Linked DNA regions of Hordeum vulgare: region 1 is linked to region 2. A link is a contact called in public Hi-C data. All regions are on one chromosome and are shown on one strand. The core of a region is the stretch at or near the end of the contact, and the rest is flanking DNA. Distances in the headings are between cores, read along the strand shown.

The links. A called contact is a pair of places that touch in the nucleus more often than the background predicts.
Region 1: a Hi-C map of seedling shows a contact between it and region 2, with 2.9 times the contacts expected there. The contact joins the promoter of LOC123448047 here to the promoter of LOC123448042 in region 2. A contact is called at or near these places in 2 of 6 Hi-C or Micro-C datasets (leaf and seedling) and 1 of 1 datasets of contacts at active chromatin or transcription factors (embryo).

Annotation. Positions count from the first base shown.
Region 1 is chr4H:108,695,618-108,700,698 of MorexV3_pseudomolecules_assembly, forward strand. It overlaps LOC123448047 (signal recognition particle 54 kDa protein, chloroplastic-like), which reads right to left and starts at 2,524. Exons shown (of 15, transcript XM_045124815.1): 1 at 2,339-2,524; 2 at 2,119-2,224; 3 at 1,686-1,753; 4 at 1,492-1,593; 5 at 1,117-1,269; 6 at 958-1,035; 7 at 664-789; 8 at 77-179. The coding sequence starts at 2,509.
Region 2 is chr4H:108,023,471-108,028,298 of MorexV3_pseudomolecules_assembly, forward strand. LOC123448042 (rho GTPase-activating protein 5-like) reads left to right here and starts at 2,071. Exons shown (of 5, transcript XM_045124811.1): 1 at 2,071-3,051. The coding sequence starts at 2,636.

The DNA of each region.
Region 1 (5,081 bases), core at 1,274-3,773, 670 kb after region 2:
TACTTACACCCGACCAAGTATAAAATGATGAGTCTAGAGCCCTAGACTACTCATAGAACAACAAGCAAAAACAAACCTGCAGCTTCTTGGCCAGTCATAGCATCAACCACAAGAAGAACTTCTGTAGGCTTCACTGCCTTCTTTACTTCTTTCAACTCATTCATCATAGCTTTATCGACCTAATGATAGAAAGATTAGCTGGTATCGGTTGTGCTGGGTAAACAAAGTTGAAGTAACAGAAAGACACACTAGCTGGGCAAAAATTCTGCCATTTAAGGCTAAAGAAAGTACCTATAAAAAAGTAGCATATCTCATTTTTCACACCAACTCATCTCATAACAGATTATTACATCTAAGTTTAAATATACTATACCAGAATGAACATTTTTAGTTGGAAGCACTACGTTGAGTTTAGAACAAACATATACATGTAATCCAAAATAAACATCTTAAAAATATTTTGACCTTGTACAGACTTATAAATTACTAGTAAGAACTAGTGCAGTTTGATCATATATCTAAAATACCATACTTCGGCATGATTATGATCTGGTGCCCAAGATCTGTGTATGAAATTAAGTGAGCTGGTTAAAACTGGTACAGGGCTATTTTAGAACCATGACTGTAGCAAACCGAGGAACATAATTAGATGATAAGAGTTACCTGCAATCTTCCAGCAGTATCCACTATAACTACATCGGTCTTCTTGCTCTTTGCTTCTTTCAAACCGTTCTTGGCAATCTCTGAAGGTTTTGCTTCCGTTCCTTCTGAGTAAACTGGTACACCAACCTATCAACATTCAAAAGTAACTGTAGTTTTAATTTCAAAATTTGAAAAAAATAGACATGCATTACTGATAGCTCTAGAGTCGTTTGAATCGAAGGTAGACACAGGTATTAGCAAGAAAACGTTTCCAACTCAATACGGAGGTGAAAAGATCAATTTCAGTACGTGTACCTTTTTACCCAGAATAGTGAGTTGGTCAATAGCAGCAGGCCTGTAAACATCTGCAGCAACCAGCATACAACTCTTCCCCTGTAACCTGAGTCTGGTTTATAAGCACTGATGGCCTGGGCTCTTAGGAAAATGCTTAAAGAAGAAAGCTCAGGAATGCACCATCTTTTTCAGATAGAAGGCAAGCTTAGCACAGACGGTAGTTTTCCCAACACCTTGCAGACCTGCCAATAGGATAACCGTTGGGCCAGTTTTTGCAAATACTAAATCTGACACCTCTCCACCCATCAGTTGTACAAGTTCATCATTCACAACCTACATCATTTAACTCTTGTTAGTCCTCTAGAGCTAGAAGTACATATAGTATTATATTGGAAGACCACATTCAGTTAGCCCAAGCTAATCAATGAATTCCTCAATTAAGGTCACTTGTGTGCACAATAATATGCACCCGTCAATAATGGCTATGCAAAGTATACATAGAAAATTTGACGCATGTAATCTATAATTCTCCAGGATCCTCAGATTTGAGTATACCTTCACCAACTGCTGCTCAGGTTGGACACCCCGGATCACATCAGTGCCTACAGCCTTTTCAGTAACGGACTCGATAAAACTTCTTGCTACTGGCACACTTACCTGCAAAGTAGGTTCTGCATTAGATTGTGAAGACAAAAAAGTAGAAATATAGATCCACAAGAAAGCCATGTACTGAAAGAGATGAGACATACATCTGCCTCCAAAAGTGCTCTTCTAATATCCCGCATCGGTTCAGCGATATTCTCCTTTGTCAGTCGATCTTAAACCACAAAAGGCATTTCCCTCATTATTTACAATCATGATTTATAACAAAGCTACAGAGGGTGCAGTCAGCGTTGCTGATCAAGCATGAAAAACTCATACTGCATTGAATCGTTTGGACAAAACGATCCACACATTACAAAGTTGTAAGCAAAAAAAGTTATCACTTCATAGATAGCCAATCTAGAACTTCACAGTTTCATATAAGAATCTGTGAACCTGATACACGATTCGACACACCACACATATTTTTGGGAGGAAAACTGAATGTGACTCTGTTCAACACATTGCAACTAGAGCATTACGTATGACAAAAACAAAATCCACACACGAGGCGAGAAGCAAGCGAAGAAGCGAACGCACCGACGCCTCGCAGCTTGTTCCACGCAGACTCCAGCCCGGTGGTGAGCTGCCCGAACATCTCCGCCCTCACAACCATCCCGCTTCCCCTCCTCCTTCTCCTGCATCCCTGAGGGCGCCCCAAACCGTAACAAGGTAAGAAAAACATCCGGTTAAAAGGAGACAAGGTCGAGATCGTTCTCAGAGGGAAGAAGCTAGGAAGTTGCAGATGCTCAGAGCGAACCGGGAATGGGGAAGAGAGGGCGCGGAAGGCAGCGGGACCTTGGGCCCCGCGGAGGCGGAAGGAGAGATCGGGCACGCGGCGGAGGTGAAGGGAGGCCGCGGCGGGCCTGGCCGGCAAGCGGCGGGCGCCGGTGGGAGACGAAGAGAGCGTGAGTGTGGCAGTGGCCTCCATTGGAGAGGGGGAGCGTTCTGCGGAGGCGAGGCGAGCCAAGCAACGAGGAGGATAAGAGGGAGTTCTCAGCCATCTCGAATGTATTGATTGTAGATGATTTTGATGACATGACATAATAATAATAAAAAAAGAATGAAATCGTATGAACTTGAAGCAACGGTTCACGCACAAGCTACGAGGCAAGCATGGTTATTTCTTTAATATTTAATAAACTCACTTAGTTATTCTACATACGATTATCATACATTCCATTAAAGAGCTTGTATGATGTACTGTTGATTGTTGACGTGAACACTTATACCAACGATTGAATATACGGACTGTTGGAGATGCTCTAACTGAGCCGTTCTGGACGCCGCGGTGTTAGAGAACAAATGCTGACATGAAACGGCTCGTATCAAGTCGAGGACTATAGATCCATTTTTATTTCTATTTTGAGGGGCATAGATTCACGGGTCCTTCTCGTTGGCGGGTGGATATTATTTGAATCGCGATAACGTCCATATTTGTGACCGGAGCAACATTCATCCACACATTTATAACACATAGATTGCGCCATGTCATCACATGCATACATGTAGGGATCTTTTTATTTCCAGTTTTTAAAATATTTTATCTTTTAAATAAATAATTGATTAAAAAACTATTTTCATCATTAAATCGATCACAACGAGATCTTTGTAACTAGATCATGCTTTTTTTGGGTTAAAAGTTGCCATGTCTATTGCACATAAATTGACATGATGTTTACACTGAAATTGTCATGATATGTTTCAGTTATTTTTTTCTTCTACCTTTAAAAATAAATTTTGATGAATTACAATAATATGCGCCCTGAAGTTCCTCCGTGCTGGGCCGGCCCAACTCTCTTTCTATTATGTTTTCTTAAAATGCAAAAAAAGGTGCGCATATAGTGAATCAAGCCGGTGAACTCGAGAGCAACTAATTAAGGAGTACTTTCTAGAAAGCCTCCCAACGATCACTATCATGCGTCGCTACTTGACGTGTTCTCAGCCACCGTCACGTGTCATGTTCTGAGTGTTTCCTTTAGATTTTTTTTTTTTGCATGCGTTTTCGTTTTTTTAATTAATTTTTTCTAGGGTTTTTATGCTCCGGTTTTCATCAGTTTTTCTTAGCTTTTGGACAAAAATATTCCAAAATTTTGCACGAAAAAACATGTTTTTTGTTTTTTCACGAGAGGGACGGTCGTGTCTCTCGAAAAGGAAAAAAAGTGTTTTTAATTTTTTTCGTGAGAGACACAGTTTTTGTTTTCTCGAGAGGCATGATTGTGCCTCTCAGAAAGAAAAAATATATTTTCTATTTTTTGCAAGAGGCACGATTTTGCTTCCGCGAGAGGCACGGTCGTGCCTCTTGAAAAGGAAAGAAAACGTGTTTTCAGTTTTTTTTTGTGAGAGGTACGGTTTTGCTTTCGCGAGAGACACGGTTGTGCCTGTCGGAAAAGAAAAAACATGTTTTCTGCTTTTTTCGCGAGAAGCACGTTTGTTCATTCGTATTTTTTCGTAAAAAATCGTCAAAATCTATCAACATGGGATCTAGTTTTGAAGATTTCAACGCCAGAAACACAATGATGAAAACGATTCAAGATTTCGACGCACGGTTTACAAGATAAAATATTTTAAAAATACGAAACTACTAAAAAAAGGAAAACTTTCAAGTTACGAGAAGTGACACACATGCAATGCAAACTGAAAAGGTAAAAGTGATCATTGAAAGATGTATTCGTCAATTAGTGATCTCGGGTGAACTCCTTCCAGGCTGCATCTTCTTTCCTTTTACCCTTTCTCCCTTTTCTTTTTTTCTTTTATTCGATGACAATAATTTTTGTGAAATTAATCTTCAAATCTACGAACTTTTCTCTCATGAACTTGATTTCAATTTGATAAATAACATATGTATTTTTTCAAGAAATTACAAACTTTTCTCATGAACTTTTTTCTTTTTTGGATGATATATTTTTCAAATTTGACGCAATTTTTTCAAAATCGATGTACTTTTTCGAAAATGGTCAACCTTTTGAACTTTTTCAAAATCCATGAACATTTATTAATTGATTTTTTTTTTCATTTATTTCAAAGTCTACTCATCAACCACGACCTACCCTTTTTTAGAAGACCGTGACCTTCAAAATCAAACGAGCGACCAAAGCTGGCAGAGAAACTGGCGAGGTTGATTGAGAGATCTGGGCTGACCCACGATCGTGCGTGCATGAGCGCCACACCGGCAATCAGCGCCAGTAGCGCCGGCTAGGAGGTCCTGGCGCCATTGGGAGCTTCTAGGTGCCGCACTGCATGCACAGGCGGATACCCAACTGGGACGCCCCTGAAGCTAGCGCCGGTCTACTGTAGAGAAAGCCTATAATACTGTAGAAAATTAGAGACTTCACAAGAAATCAAACTTGTCATCTCATGGTACAAACTTTCGTGAGACTACCAACGCTAATGCTCCGAAGCAGCGCTAAAACTATAAGAACACATTCCATCATAGATTGGAATATTTTTTAAATTTCCAACGCAAAAGATTTTTTTGAAAAAAGTAAATGTTTCATGATACG
Region 2 (4,828 bases), core at 821-3,320:
GTTGTGGGAGTCTACCAACCGCGGGTGGTGGAGGCCGGTGATTAAGGTTGGGTGGCACGCCGTGCGGGAGGAAGAAGATGAACAGTGACAAGGCTATTTGGATGAAGATCTGAGAGCAACTCCAACGGGGTGATCCATTTCGTCCCTTGGCGTTCGTTTGGATCGGCGCTGACACAAAAGTCAACCCAACTCGCCGACCCAAACGGACGCGGGTTCACTTGGCGTCCGCCTGCCGACCCATTCTCGGCTCATTTTTGAGCCAGATTTGCGTTGACGCGGACACGAGATGGATGCATGTGCGCGCGCCTTCTCCTCCCCCTGGCCCGGTGGTCGGTGTCAGCCTCCACCATTTCCCTCAATTTCCCCACAAAACCCTCCCGCCTGCGCGCCCCCACCCCCGCCATGGACGATGACCTCGACGCCGCCTCCGACCTCACCTCCCTCACCTCGTCCGGCATGACGACTACCCCTCCGGCAAAGGCAAGCCTCGCTCCCCCCGCAAGATTGCCGCCGCGCCCAAGCCGAAGAAGACGCTGACCCTCGAACAACGTGCAAGGGAGTCGACCAAGAGGAAGGGCCGCATGCATGCGGCGGCAACGAGGGAGGCGTTCTATATGCTAGGGTTAAACCCTAGCCAACACGACCTCGTCAACGCCGCCGTGGTCGCGGCCAGCACCGGCTCACCCGTGTTCCCTCGGATGGTGCTACCCGACTCGCCCCGCGCGTCGTCTTGCACCCTCATGCCCAACTTCCACGTCTACCCGCAGGCCTCCCACCTCTCCGGAGATTGCTCGCCCGAAGTGAGCATGACCCGCGCCCGGTGGCTCGTCATCCGGAGGCGTGAGGAAACGCGTGCGGCAGATGCGAGCCGACGTGCTGCCGGGCGCACGCAACCTGTTCGACGGAATGCCGACCGGCGGCGGCGGGGACTATATGCAGAACTTGATCTTCGAGGGTGGTACGCCGGCCGCTGGCTATGATCCCGTCGAGACACAAAGCTAGGACGGCCGAGGGGCGTTCACGCCGTCCACCTTTCATCAAGATCAGGCGACCTTCATGCGTGATCAAGATCAGGCGGCCTTCATGCAGGTGACATGCTCAAGTTCGACTATGAGTGATCTATGGTGGCGAGCGCCGTCCTTTTTTTGTATGCCGACAGGTGTGCTGGCATGACCACGGGGCCGCGATGACGTGGTCTAACTCAAGTCCCACCCCTTTTTTATGTGCTGACATGTGCGCCTGCCGCTGGCGAGTGCGCCAACATGAACTGTGTGGTGATATTTTTTAAAACCGGCATTGTGTGCCGGCGCTGGCATGATGATGACATGAGACATGGCCGCTGACATGATCTATGGCCGCGGGTCTTCTTCAAAAATTATGTGCGGACGTGAAGTGGGTCGGCGCGTTGGACGCACCGCTGACCCAAATCTAAAACAGGACGGACGCCGGGCGAATGGCCGACCCAAACGAACAAAAACGCCGTCAATTTGGGTCGGTCCGTTGGAGTTGCTATGATGGCTAAAAGAAATGACTTATTTTTACATACACAATTTGTTGTACAGTCGGCCCTTCAATTCAACACGTGAATACCAAACCTGCCAAAAGGCAGCATCCAGTCGTAAAAGTGCTGCCAACAAAAAGCGTAGTCATTGTCGAAAAGGGAGCACGGTACTACCAAACTCTCCGTCCGTCAGTCGAATGAATCAAGTACGTACACACGAGGTAGTTAGTTAATTTGCTCATGGGCGCATCACATCACCCGTTAATTTAGCTATTTATCACCTCTCGACGCTAAAAATGAAGAAGCTATTATCACCTCTCTCTTGGATGGCACGCTTAATAAATATACTCCCTCCGTCCCAAAATAACTGTCTTTGTACTAACTCTAGTACAAAATCACATCTATTTTGGTCACATCTAAATTTTATATAAGTTAAATTTTATATAAGTTAGCACTCCAACGGACAGTTTCTTTTATATAAGTTAAATTGATGACCTAGATACACGCGCGTGTCTTGTAAAACACAGTTGTAAATTGAAAGAAGAGCACCGCACGCGTGAGCGCAGGAGGAGACCAAAGGATGATGATGATCGTCACACCACCATCACCATCATCATCACCATCGTCTTCGTCGTCGACCCAGGCGGCCTGACCCTCCCTTCAATCCAACTCCAGCTCCAGCTCCACCTCCACCTCCACACAAATCCTATCCACCATTACCCACCCAACGCACCACCACATCAAGAAACCCCCGCTAATCAGAGATCCACTTGGATTCCTTTCCTTACTTTTTTGTCCCCAGCGCGACCCAGATTAGAATACAAGCCCCGCTCCGCTGTGGATTTGGACCACGCGGCCGCATGCAGCGCCCAAATCACCTCCCCTCCCCGTCCCAGCAATCTCCAATGGCGAGCCAGCAGAGCAGAAATCAATCCTAAATTAGCGTCCCGCCACCAAGAACTCCACTACCAGGATCCAATCATCCCAGGCATTTGGCCCACTCCACCACCACCACCCAGGAAATCCCAAGAAAGCTCGCACCGCCGGGCCAAATCGGCCCTACGCCGCACCAGATTACTGGCCGCACCGTAATAATTCCCTGAGAAGAAGAAGGGGAGCTCGGGCGGAAAAGCAATGACGGAGGTGGCGCTGTTCCGGGGCCCGACCAACCTCGCTTCGCCCGCAAGCCGCGGCTCCTCCTCCTCCTCCTCCACCTCCCTGCGCTATTTAGCCGATAGCGACGTGCTCCAGAGAGGCACCACCAGCAGCGCCCAGGGCCCTGCAGGATCCGCGGAGCGACAGGTGGAAGGATCGGAGGAGGAGGAGGAGCGCTGGTCCTTCTTGGCGCTGCTTCTCGAGCTGCTAAGGAAGTCGCTGCTCCGGTGTAGGGCGGAGGACGGCGGCGAAGGCCACGGCCAGGGCGGGATGGAGATTGGGCTGCCCACGGATGTGCAGCACGTGGCGCACGTCACGTTCGACAGGTTCCATGGATTCCTCGGGCTTCCCGTCGAGTTCGAGCCCGAGGTGCCCCGCCGCGCTCCCAGTGCCAGGTCCGTCACTCTCTCTGTCTCTTCTCACGTTTCTTCACCACAAGCTCCGAAAACATTCTTCTATTTTTAAACTCAAAATGTTTCTGCATATTCAGTATCATCCAGTTCCCACTGTTATTTTTTGAAGTAGTTGTCACTTTACAACATTTTGATTAGATGCTAGTAGTAATGTTTGCCTATTTTGGTTGTGGTTTTAATCGGGATAAAGAGATGGTACTTTGGCTGGAATTGCAACCTCTGTTTGCTTTGGTCTGAGGCTTGCTAGACAGATAAATTCAGGTGGAATTTATATTTCACTTCAGTTATGTGTATATTAATATGATGCCAACAAACACACACAACCGGGTTAGGTGCCCTCCGTAGACTTCTTCCCCCTTTGCTGGTACTTGGCTGCCTGAGCTGGAGTTGATGTATGGTAGATAAACTGTTTATGAATTATGATGATGGGCACGCTTTGGACCACCACTCTGTCCACAAATAGTTTGTGCAGAGTTTCCCCCCTGTTTCATAGATAATTGGCCAATCACGGCTCTCGATGCCTGTTATGGATAGAGTTGCATGGTTTTTCTGTAACTGGTTACTAATAAAATCAAGAAAGATGAAATCGATACCTACAACTTTAATGAGGCTCAAAATGGAACAGAACACCTGCAACGGAATCTTCGTTAATAAGTAAAGAAATAAACAGACAGTGTTAAATTTGAAATTTACAGAGCTTCTGCATTTAGTTATGGCAGTCATTCTGTCTACTTTAATGTTCTCGTCAACTCAAATCATGTTTTGGCTTGTAAGCAAACCAACCAAATAAACATTTTCTGCCCAACATCCATGTGTTATAAAGTGTATGGTTATTTTAATGAAAATCAAAAGGTAGTAGTACTTAGTTGGCACACTCATGCCATTTATTAAGTCCAACCTCTTGTTGGATCAGCTCAGCTGTATCACCTCTTGCTTTGTTTGGTAAAAGTGCTTATGCTTGCTATACAAATATTAAACTACTAACGTATTTTTCATTCAGTGCAAGACGTACTCGATGGCGCCTGTATTACTGCATCCCCGTTCTTTAATTTCTGTAGCACAGTTGCACGCGCATTACCTGGCATGCTAATGACCCCTTTTAAGGAACACTGGATACCTGTTGGAATTCAGTTGATTGAACTAGGAATATCAAGAAGTAGATTATTGCACTCTAAGTCATGGTGTTAGATCAAAACAAGAACTGCTGGGAATTTCATGATTCACTATGGACATGTTTTTTCGTGATTAGATGATTCCATCACCTTGCATATTATCATTTGTCTGCATCTGTTTATTGTGTTTTGCCAACTTTAGTGACTTGAGTAACTTTAGTGGTCCTCTCAAGGTTATACTAGAAAAGCAGAAAGAATAAGGAACACACATAGGTATTATATTTATTGTTTGATCTTGGGCATTCCAGGATGTGGTTATTATTTCTAGGCAATCTAAAAAGAATAGGCTAAATGGTTCTCTGTACAAGGATGGAATCATTTTGCCTCGAAAAAAGATAAAGTGGCGCAAACACCTAGAACCCATCTTCATAGTTCAAACTGGATTGCAATCAACAAAACTGGAGCATAGGAGTTGTGCTCATTAAATAGTTGGGAAACTTCTGGAATGTGCAAAGATTTTGAAAGAAAATGGAAAACTGTTTCCTGGATGGTTTGCGCACTTGAGTTAGTAAACCAGCACCTAATGATGATGTGAACTGTGCTCACATCTTTATGGTCATGCCAATTTTGTAAGCATGCAACAATAT